2 separate regions of the Sus scrofa genome follow, and region 1 is linked to region 2. Evidence: chromatin contacts called from public HiChIP or PLAC-seq data. All regions are on one chromosome and are shown on one strand. The core of a region is the stretch at or near the end of the contact, and the rest is flanking DNA. Distances in the headings are between cores, read along the strand shown. Region 1 holds the start of RAB7A (ras-related protein Rab-7a). Region 2 overlaps RAB7A (ras-related protein Rab-7a).

What was found. HiChIP or PLAC-seq counts read pairs in DNA pulled down with a chosen protein or histone mark.
Region 1: an H3K27ac HiChIP or PLAC-seq map of skeletal muscle shows a contact between it and region 2. The contact joins the promoter of RAB7A here to the enhancer-like site in region 2. A contact is called at or near these places in 5 of 5 promoter capture datasets (fetal liver, fetal skeletal muscle, liver and 1 more), 24 of 47 Hi-C or Micro-C datasets (alveolar macrophages, blood, embryonic fibroblasts and 10 more) and 2 of 2 datasets of contacts at active chromatin or transcription factors (alveolar macrophages and skeletal muscle).

Annotation. Positions count from the first base shown.
Region 1 is chr13:71,884,154-71,889,217 of Sscrofa11.1, forward strand. RAB7A (ras-related protein Rab-7a) reads right to left here and starts at 2,605. Exons shown (of 7, transcript XM_021069433.1): 1 at 2,469-2,605.
Region 2 is chr13:71,782,336-71,787,264 of Sscrofa11.1, forward strand. RAB7A (ras-related protein Rab-7a) reads right to left here. Exons shown (of 7, transcript XM_021069433.1): 5 at 1,335-1,553; 6 at 1-69. Among named protein-coding and RNA genes, the nearest start is that of HMCES, 52 kb to the left of the region's middle. Within about 2 kb of position 3,161, at least 15 of the 83 cell types and tissues checked have an H3K27ac peak or open chromatin away from gene starts, as enhancers often do. A contact at or near this core is called in alveolar macrophages, retroperitoneal adipose tissue and skeletal muscle, where this site is marked.

The sequences.
Region 1 (5,064 bases), core at 1,355-3,854, 100 kb after region 2:
TCCATTTTACATGCTATTTTAATGTGTTTTTTAAACTTATTTTGACATAAACAGAAAAGTTGCAAAGATAGTAAAAAGAATCCCCATGTACCCTTCACCCAGATGTACTGCCTTTTAAAAATTAATTGCAGGGAGTTCTCATGTGGTGCAGTTGTCACTGCAGTGGGGGTGGGTGGGCAGGGTCGGTCTGATGCTTTGGTGACAGATTCAATCCCTGGCCAGGGAACTTCCATATGCCTTGGGTGCAGCCAAAAAAAAAAAAAAAAAATTAATTGCACACTATGAACATTTTTTTATGTCCACAGACACCATGGCCAACATTTATTACTGGCCAGGTGAGCCTTTTATCCACCATGACTCTGCTATCCCCACAATAACCCCTTAAGACGAATACCATAATTTCCCACGCCTCACATATGAATAAATCAGGCCTTAGATGCTTCCAAAATGTCACTTCACAATCCTTTGTTATGGATCTTTGATTCCTATATTTGTGCACCTACTCCTTAGGTTTTCGATGCCATCTCTAAGTAAGATTATCCACAAAATTCCCCCAAGCCTGCTGGCAGGGCTGAAGGGAGGTCCACAATCACCACAGCACCTTAAATCCATGTCCCATCACCAGGCTACGCCATGGCCCATAATGCACAATGACTGACTACATTTAAAATCTTATAGTGATCTTGTAAACAGCTTAATGTTTCATTTATGATTCAAAATTACCTCATCAAATTTAAATATGTAAATCATACTCTCCTCTCTGCAACCCTACTGGATATTAGTTCATGTAAAAATGTGTGTCCATCCTATGTTCACAGAGTTATTCACAGTAGCAAACAGTAGAAGCAAACCAGGTGTCTACGAACAGATGAATAAATAAAATGCGGTGTCAGGGTGGAAAAATTTTCCTTCTATTTTTCTAATTTCTTTGGCTAGTCTAATGGTTAAATTGTCATAAAAAAGATTAATAGGCAAGGAACCAACTTAATTTCATATGTATGGGAGCCCTATAAAAATAAGAAGGTAGTCAGGCAAGTGAGGCTTATCTGCCCTCCTGAGCTGAGGGAAGGGTTGGGGCTGGAGCTTCAGAGGGGAGGAGGGCCACTCACAAGAAGAGAAGAGCAGGGCAGAGGCTTGGTGATTAGATGTTTGTCCTGCCATGCATGTAAGTCTTTTATTTTATTTTATTTTGATTTATTTATTTATTTTTTGTCTTTTTGCTATTTCTTTGGGCCGCTCCTGCGGCATATGGAGGTTCCCAGGCTAGGGGTCGAATCGGAGCTGGAGCCGCCGGCCTACACCAGAGCCACAGCAACGCGGGATCCGAGCTGCGTCTGCAACCTACACCACAGCTCACGGCAACGCCGGATCGTTAACCCACTGAGCAAGGCCAGGGACCGAACCTGCAACCTCATGGTTCCTAGTGGGATTCGTTAACCACTGCGCCACGACGGGAACTCCCCAAGTAAGTCTTTTAGATAGAAAAGTTTCTCTCTGGTAATTGCTTTTTCTGGTCTGGTCCTTATTTAAATTCTTTTAGGCAGTTAAGGGAGAGCTACAGGCTTTCCCTCATATTGCTGGATACTGACTGCCTTTGGCTCAAAGCAACCCGCGTGCCAAGTTGGCACACTTGGGGTGGCTATTCCGCTACCCTTCAGGGCTCGTGAAAACCACAGAACATCAACCTGCCTTGAAAAAGAAAGGAGCGTGCTACAGCGCGAGTGAACCTTGAAGACTTTATGCTCAGTGATGCACACCAGTCACAAAAGGACAAACACTCCAGGCCTCCTGTATGAGGAAAGAACGGTGGTTGCCAGGGACTGGGGAGGGACAAATGTGGAGGTACCCTTTCAAGGGTACAGAGCTTCGGTCTTCGGCAAAATGAACTTATATAGAGCCTGATCACAGAGCAACGCGATGTATTTAATGCCACTGAACTGCACACTCGAAAGCGACTAAGATGGTTAAGTTCCACGCTGTGTGTATATCACCGATATTAAGTGTTTTTTAAACTTACACAGGATGTGTTTCACATTAATTAAATAAGCAAAGGGTCTCCGACCCGACGCTGTGCTCAGAGGCAGCCCGCTCCGCCGCCCCACCTCCCGGCAGGCCTCCTGGGTTAAGCGTCACTCTGAGGCGACCCCGCGGCCAGAGAAGAAAACCTGCGAACCTGGAGCCCCGCACTGAGCCTTACACATGTCGTTCCCAATGGAACGTTTCGGGATTTGCGTCTTCGCTCGAGGAGACCGAGGCCCCGTGAGTCTTAAAGGAAAACACCAAGCCCGCAACAGTGGGCCCCCATACACTTCCTGGGCTCGGCTTCTCACTCTGTACCTTTCGCGGCAGGTCACGCCTCAGAAAGGAGGGACATAGCTCAGACCCCGGGTCACTGCTGACTTCGCGGCCCAACGAGGCGCTCTGAGGGCGGGGGAGCCGGGTGGGGAGGGAAACACGCCGCCGCTCACTTTCATTTCCGGCCGCCCAGCCAACGCCTCCATCTTGTGCCTTCTGCCGCTTACTGACAACAAAGGCGCCGGGAAATTCCGCGGGAGCCGTCTTTGGCTAGAAGCCTGCTGCAAGCCCTACGCCAGGATCGCCGCGTGTCCCAGAAACAGAACAGCTTCTCAGCGTTCCGAACCGCCCCATAGGCAGCCGCCATTTTGTACGGCAAACCCCTCTATTTCCGCGACCGGCCGCTGACGTAACTGGCGAGGTGCAAGCCAACAAAGGCCGCGCTCATGCCCTCTGGCGGCGGTACAGGAGCAGCATCGCCAGCTTTGACCTGCGGGGGGACTCTGCTTCCGGGTCTTCTCGGGGGGCGTGGCCCGGACCTGTGAGCCGAGCTGGGGCGCGGCTGCGGTGGCCTGGGAACGTGTGTATTGGCATTGGCGCGGGCGCTGTGTGCTGAGCCAGCATGGCTTGATGGGCTCGGTGATCTGTTAGTCACCGTGTCGGAAAGGCCCGTGCTGTTGTTGCCATTTACAGATGAGAAAACAGCGTCCACCTTGCCCTCCCCATTCAACCTTAGTGGAGGTGGCCCGGAGGTCCCTCCTTTATATAAAATGGGGTGACGTTATCTAATGGGCAGGGCAATTGCAAGGACTGAGTTTTCCAATCACAGTATCTCCTTAAATCTCCGTTTCTTACCCACTCGTAATAGTAAGAACAGCAACCCCTTACAGCATGTGTACCACTTGGTCTACAACCCTATGAGGCTCGTTTTACAGGTGAGGACAGGGAGGAAGGCTCAAAGTCCCCCAATAGCTGGTATTGGGGACAGTTTGGGGTGAGAGATTGACTAACTGTAACTGCTACACATTCTCCCTGTCAGGTGTGTGCAAAAAAGGTGGTAAAGTAACGGAGCCCAACCCTCATAGTTGTTGCAGCCTCCTGGGACAGACACTGGGGCTTCTAAGGCCAGGCCCCTCAGGGGAGGAAAGAGATGAGGTAGGGAAGAAGAGGGGGAGTACCAGAGGGAATGGGCTGGAGGCACCGAGAAGCATCTTTGTCCCTTCTGCACCAAAAGTGAGGAAATGGCTTTCAGCCTGAAAAATGGGAATCTGGGATGATAGTAATGATGATAATTGCTACAACACACTGAGCAGTTACCACAGCTACCACAGTAAGCCTTAATCCAGCCTCAAAAATGGAGACAACTTGGGAAAAGTAGGTCCCTTATCCTTGGCAGTCTTTTACTTACCTATGAAGCTAGGGCAGAGAGGATCCCTGTCCTGGCCACCTAGCCAAGTTGTTATGAGCATAGAGTTTTGGTGTTCTCTTTGCCATCTGATGTGGCTTTTTTTTTTTTTGTCTTTTTGCTATTTCTTGGGCCGCTCCCGCGGCATATGGAGGTTCCCAGGCTAGGGGTCCAATCGGAGCTGGAGCCACCAGCCTATACCACAGCCACAGCAACACAGGATCCGAGCCACGTCTGCAACCTACACCACAGCTCACGGCAACGCCGGATCGTTAACCCACTGAGCCAGGGCAGGGACCGAACCCGCAACCTCATGGTTCCTAGTCGGATTCGTTAATCACTGCGCCATGACGGGAACTCCTGATGTGGCTTTTGAGGGAAGATGGCGTTGGCAAGGCTGGGGAAAACAGGCGCTGTGACACCTACAGGTGGAAATGTATGTTTTTACACCTCATTGGAAGCCAAGCTGGCAATATCTGTTAACATAGAACTAAGGCCTAGGAAATTATCTTACAGGTGTATTGCCCCATATGGACAAAAAGACAACCCAGCATTTTTTGAATACCCAAAGCCTGGAAACAATCAATAGGGAACTGGTTTGTTAAAAAGCATGACACATTCATGTAAGAGCACAGTGCTCTTACAGCATGATCACCTAATTCACCTACAACTGTCACTGTTTGGCTGCAGATAATAGAATACTCTTCTATTGTGGTTTAAATAAACAAGTGTTACTCTACCTCATTCAATAAGTAGTCCAAGGATGGGCAGATCTGAGGCTTGTATGGGCATGATGTGCCATCAGGGACACAGATTCTTTTAACATTTTAAGAAGTTTTTCTTGGAGTTCCCGTCATGGCGCAGTGGTTAACAAATCCGACTAGGAACCATGAGGTTGCGGGTTCGGTCCCTGCCCTTGCTCAGTGGGTTAACGATCCGGCATTGCCCTGAGCTGTGGTGTAGGTCGCAGACGTGGCTCAGATCCCGAGTTGCTGTGGCTCTGGCATAGGACAGTGGCTACAGCTCTGATTAGACCCCTGGCCTGGGAACCTCCATATGCCGCAGGAGTGGCCCAAGAAATGGCAAAAAGACAAAAATAAATAAATAAATAAAAATAAAAAGTTTTTCTTATTGTGAATGATCATATCCTGATAACTACACACACATATATACATATAAATATACATACATGCGTGGAACATAAGTGTTCAAATTAGTAAATTACTGTAATATGAATATCTATATGACCACTACCTAGGTAAAGAAAGAAATGCTGGGAGTTCCCATTGTGATTCAGTGGTAATGAACTCAGCTTGTAACCATGAGGATGAAGGTTCGATCCCTGGCCTCCTCATTCAGTGGGT
Region 2 (4,929 bases), core at 1,911-4,410:
GGCGCTGGTCTCAAAGTAGGGAATGTTGTTTTTGCTGTAGCACCAGGCCTGCGCCCGCTTCGTGGCCACCTAGAAGGAGAGGCATGTGTGCTCAAGACAGGGCTGCCCGGCATGGCTGCTATCCTGCCCAGAAGGGCCGTGGTCCCCGTCCACAGGAGATGCTGGCTATGTGCCCACTGCCACCCTGGCTACAGCCATAGCTCCCAGTAAACACGCAGCAGCCCATGAAGAAAAGCCTCATCTCCTGTGGAACCTTGGGGGGTCTGCAGCTTGGGAAACACCTGGAGGCTTGGTTGTCAGGCCTGAAGCCCTTTCCCTGTCACCACCGGTTATATCACCTGTGCCACATCCCTAAGGGCCCAAATCCTGCAGCTCCCACCCCACCTCCAACCCATTCTCCGCATGAAAGGAGAACTAGGTTACTGAGGGAAGATGGGAAAGCCGAGCTCTAATTAAGACATACTCTCTGTCCCCAGGGAGATGCTACTTGAAGGTAAACCAGAGCAATCTTACTCAAAGCCTCAGGGACCTTTTGTATGCGTGGAGACCTAGGCAGGCCCTGAAGACAACAATATCTAATCCCCTCCTGGGGATGGGGGAACGAGGTGCAGAGGCACAGGCAGTAGGTCAGAGTCAGCCAGGGACAGCGTGGGGATGTAAGCCGGTCTCCTGGCCCTGGTCCTCAGAGGCAGCTGGCGTGGAGGCAGTGCACCCCCAGCACTCCAGGCTCGGCATAGAACGTGCCAAACTCACAAAAGCCCCTCAGAAGCAGGTGGCTCTCAAAGAACACGAAAGTGACAGCGGTCCCCAGAATGTTCCTCCTGGCCAGCAGCTCTCAGCACCATCTCCAGGTCAGAAGACTCCGGCCAGATGACAGAGCCCACTCGAGAAGCATCCCCCACTTAGCAATCGTGACGTGGACTGCAGATCAGGTCTGCCTCTAAGTTCCAGAGACTGAATCCCACATGGCCTTAAGTCACATCACTTCCCTTAGGCCAGGAGGGACAGCCAGTATGGGCAAGTCCAGAATGGACTCGCTCCTCTGTGGGCATAACTTGAAAGGGAATGCCACTGCACCCCCCTGCCAGGGGGCCAAGACCTTTCCAAGGTCAGGAAGCCTGGGGCTGGGCAGGCAGGTAACTAGGTGGTGGTCCCGCCCCTGCCCCACAAGGGGGCGCACCCAGCCCAACAGATCCTTGAGGCACCTGGCTTTTTGCTAAGCAAATCTAAAAACTGTACCAGTCACCCAAAAAGTAGCTGCCACTTTTTAAAGAAAGCCTTTTCACGATTTAGGGGCTATAATCTAAATGCCTTCCACCACCTTCAGCACTCACCTGTCTGTTTTCGAGGTCGATCTTGTTTCCCAACACAACAAAGGGGAAGTTTTCGGGATCCCGGGGACTGGCCTGGATGAGAAACTCATCTCTCCAGCTATCCAGGGTTTTGAATGTGTTGGGGGCAGTCACATCAAACACCAGAACGCAGCAGTCTGCGCCTCTGTAGAAGGCCACGCCAAGAGACTGGAACCGTTCCTGTCCGGCTGTGTCCCAGATCTGGGGAGACAAAAGGCTTATTCGTGGGGCATGTGGGAAAACTCGGCATTCCAGGGACCAGCACTTTGGGATTCGGGAAGCAGATGTCAGCACCAGCCTGTCCGAAATACCCGACCAACAGCAGGTATGTGTGCCTGAGCCCCTGCCTCACCGCCCCCCGACCCCCAAGTCTGGAGGTGCTGGGAGAGTTTTCATCTTGATCCAGGTGGTCACATGGGTGGATATTTATGTAAAATCTGCACTATAAACAAGATGTACCCCATGGGAACTTTCTGGGGGTGATGAAATATGGAGAAGGGATTATTCACTGAATTGTACATTTAAATCTATGTATTTTACTGTATGTAAAGCTGACCTGTTAAAGAAAATCAGTGTGTTTTATCTACATTACACCTCAAATAACAAACAAAACAAAAGTGCCAAGAGAGACAGATACAGACAGACAGAGATAAGCACAAACACACAGGTAAGAGACGGACATGGGGAGAGGTAGAGACAGGGACACACAAAGAGACAGAGAGAGAGACCTAAATACACAGAGATGGGGAGACAGTAAGGGGAAAAGGCAAGGAGATCACCACAGAACAGATGAAGGTCACTTCTGATCAAAGGAGCCCCAGGTGCTGCTGACCAGCTCAAGGAACTCCCATCATTTGTTGTCATTCAAGGTTCAAGAGCAAGGGTGGATTTCATCAATGCCCCAGATCCCAACAGTACCCAGTCGGCCTGGAGAGATAGCCAATGTTCCCAGGAAGGTCCCCAGAGCCCATCAACAGTGAGCCATAGGGTCTGAGGCTGAGGGCAGTATCTTCCAGCTGATAGGGTCTTCAAGTGGTGGATCCAGTGTCCATTTGCAGGAAACCACTGGGCTTCAGAACTACACGAGAATCTGGACCATTCTCATAACCCAAATAAACTCCACCTTTAATGTCCAGATCAGCAGCCAACTATCCAAAGGCCCAAGGTTTAGACCAAAATGGACTGCAGACTGCGCAGCTACACTTGAACCTCCAGAACCATGTTCTGCAAAAGGAGGGCTGCACTCCTCTGGGAAGCCCCTCTCAGGCAGCCAGCCCTGCCTCCCAAGACCCAGAGCACTTGGGGACATGTTAGCTGCCCACCCTGGCCACACACAGACTGACCTTACAGTTCAGGCAGAAAGAGCCTCATCGTATAAAAGGAGGCCATGGCGCTGGGTCAGAGGGTGTGTATCCGGAGCAGGGCAGGAAGTCCAACAGGACTGTGCTACAGGGCTGACATTTCCCTGTTACCAAGCTCATGACACCTAAAGCCCACAACACCTCCCAAGATGCTCTCCAGGAGTCCTGAGACGGTGCGCTAACCCAGAAGGCTGGTCTGTCCTTGGGGACTGGTTCAAACAGCACCATGGCAAACGGGCACAGAGCCCAAACATAAGTGCCATCTGGAAAGCTGGGAGTGGCAGCTTCCGAAGCCCTAGAGGCAGTTCCAATAAAGCAGACAGACCACACGGGCCAAGCTACACTCAGAGTGCATGCTGGGAGGGGCTGTGTGTCACTGCCCTCTGAGGAGGGCAGTGCTGAGAAGGCCACTGAGCCTTTCTCTCCAGCACACGTGACCTTCCGCACTCAGCGCATGGCGACATGGCCAATGCTGGGTCACACACTTGGTAGCAGGGAGCCAGCCCCTGGCAGCCCATACCCTTTCCGGGAAATACTGACCAATACATGCTCTAAGTGCTCTGGGAAGGACCTCCCCAGTGGCCATGGGAAGTCAGACTGCAGGAGTGGAGTCAGGAGCTGCTGTGAATGCCCACGTGTGGCAGAAGTGCCGAGACCCCAGGTAAAGGAAGCAGCCCCTAGGAACCAGGGGAAGTGACTGCAGGGTGATGAGCAACACAAGAAAATGCAGCCCAGGAGCAGCAGGCACTTACACTGCCCGGCTCCCACAATGAGCAAAGTACCCATATGCAGGCAAAACAGGGTGTCTAGGGACAGAGGACCAGGGGTGGGACTGCCATGCCAATCACTATGCACTCTTCTTCCCAGAGTCCTACACCGAATACCTGTCTCCAAGTGGAAGAATGAGCCTATGAGCCTTTTCTCATTAAAGAGGACTGAGGCGGAGGGGTCAAGAACTCTGTCAGACAGTAAAATGCAAATATACAACCATTCCCGCAAAAAGAATGTAGCAAAGAAAAATTTTAAAACAGAATTTACATATAGACATGGACAAAATTTTTAAAAAGTTTTTTTCCATTAGGAAAGCAACATTGTTGAGTTCCTTGGTGGCACAGTAAATTAATGACCTAGTATTGTCACGGCAGTGCTGCTGTGATGTAGGTTCAATTCCTGGCCTGGTTCCATATGTCACAGGTGCAGCCCAAAAGTAAATTAATATTTTTTAAAAAGAAATGTAACACTGTTACTATATAGACATCTGGATAAGTAAAGCAAAGGCCCCCAAAGCCCTGAAACACTTGGCCTCCTCCCACACTGGGACCATCTTCATTTGCTCATGTCCTAGCTTAGGTATCCGTGCTGCAGGGGGGGACTGAGGTGAAATCCTACAGTTGCCCCACTAAACACAACTGGCAACGCCTCACATGTGTACTACTGCCCAATGACTCAGCAAACCACTTCATTCTTTTTTAAAAATACATGGCCAGGAGTTCCCTTTCGGTCTAGCCAGTTAATGACCCAGCATTGTCTCTGTTGTGGCTCAAGTGGCTGGTGTGGCACAGGTTTGATCCCTGGCCTGGGAACTTCTGCATGCTGTGAGGATGGCCAAAACAAACAAATTAAAAAACCCGCTGCTGCCAGTTTTTCATAGTTACAATCAACTCAGCACCAAACATTATCACAAAGGACCTTCCCCGTATTTCAGATTGCTTTTTTTTTTTAAGGGCAAATGGAGGTTCCCAGGCTTAGGGGTCCAATTGGAGCTACAGCTGCTGGCTTTCACCACAGCTACAGCAACATCAGATCCGAGCCACATCTGTGTCTGCGACCTACACTACAAGCTCACGGCAGCGCCGGATCCTTAACCCACTGAGAGAGGCCAGGGATGGAACCCACAACCTCATGGTTCCTAGTCGGATCCGTTTCTGCTGCACAAAGACAAGAATTCCCAGATTGCTTCTTTAGGACAGGATCCCAAGAGCAGAATTATTTAAGAACTTTATTACTCCTGGGTGAAACCAAAAAGTTTTGGAACTGAGATACAGAGACGTCAAAGTAAGGAATTAAAAGTTGAAATTGGCAAGTTTTCAAAGTTAACTTCAAACTTAGAATAGTCCTGTGGCTGTGATCTTTCAAATTTTGTGATATTTTAATTGAAGTATTTTATTTTCTACATTCAAAATACACCCATATATTTATCTATCCACAACTCTAAC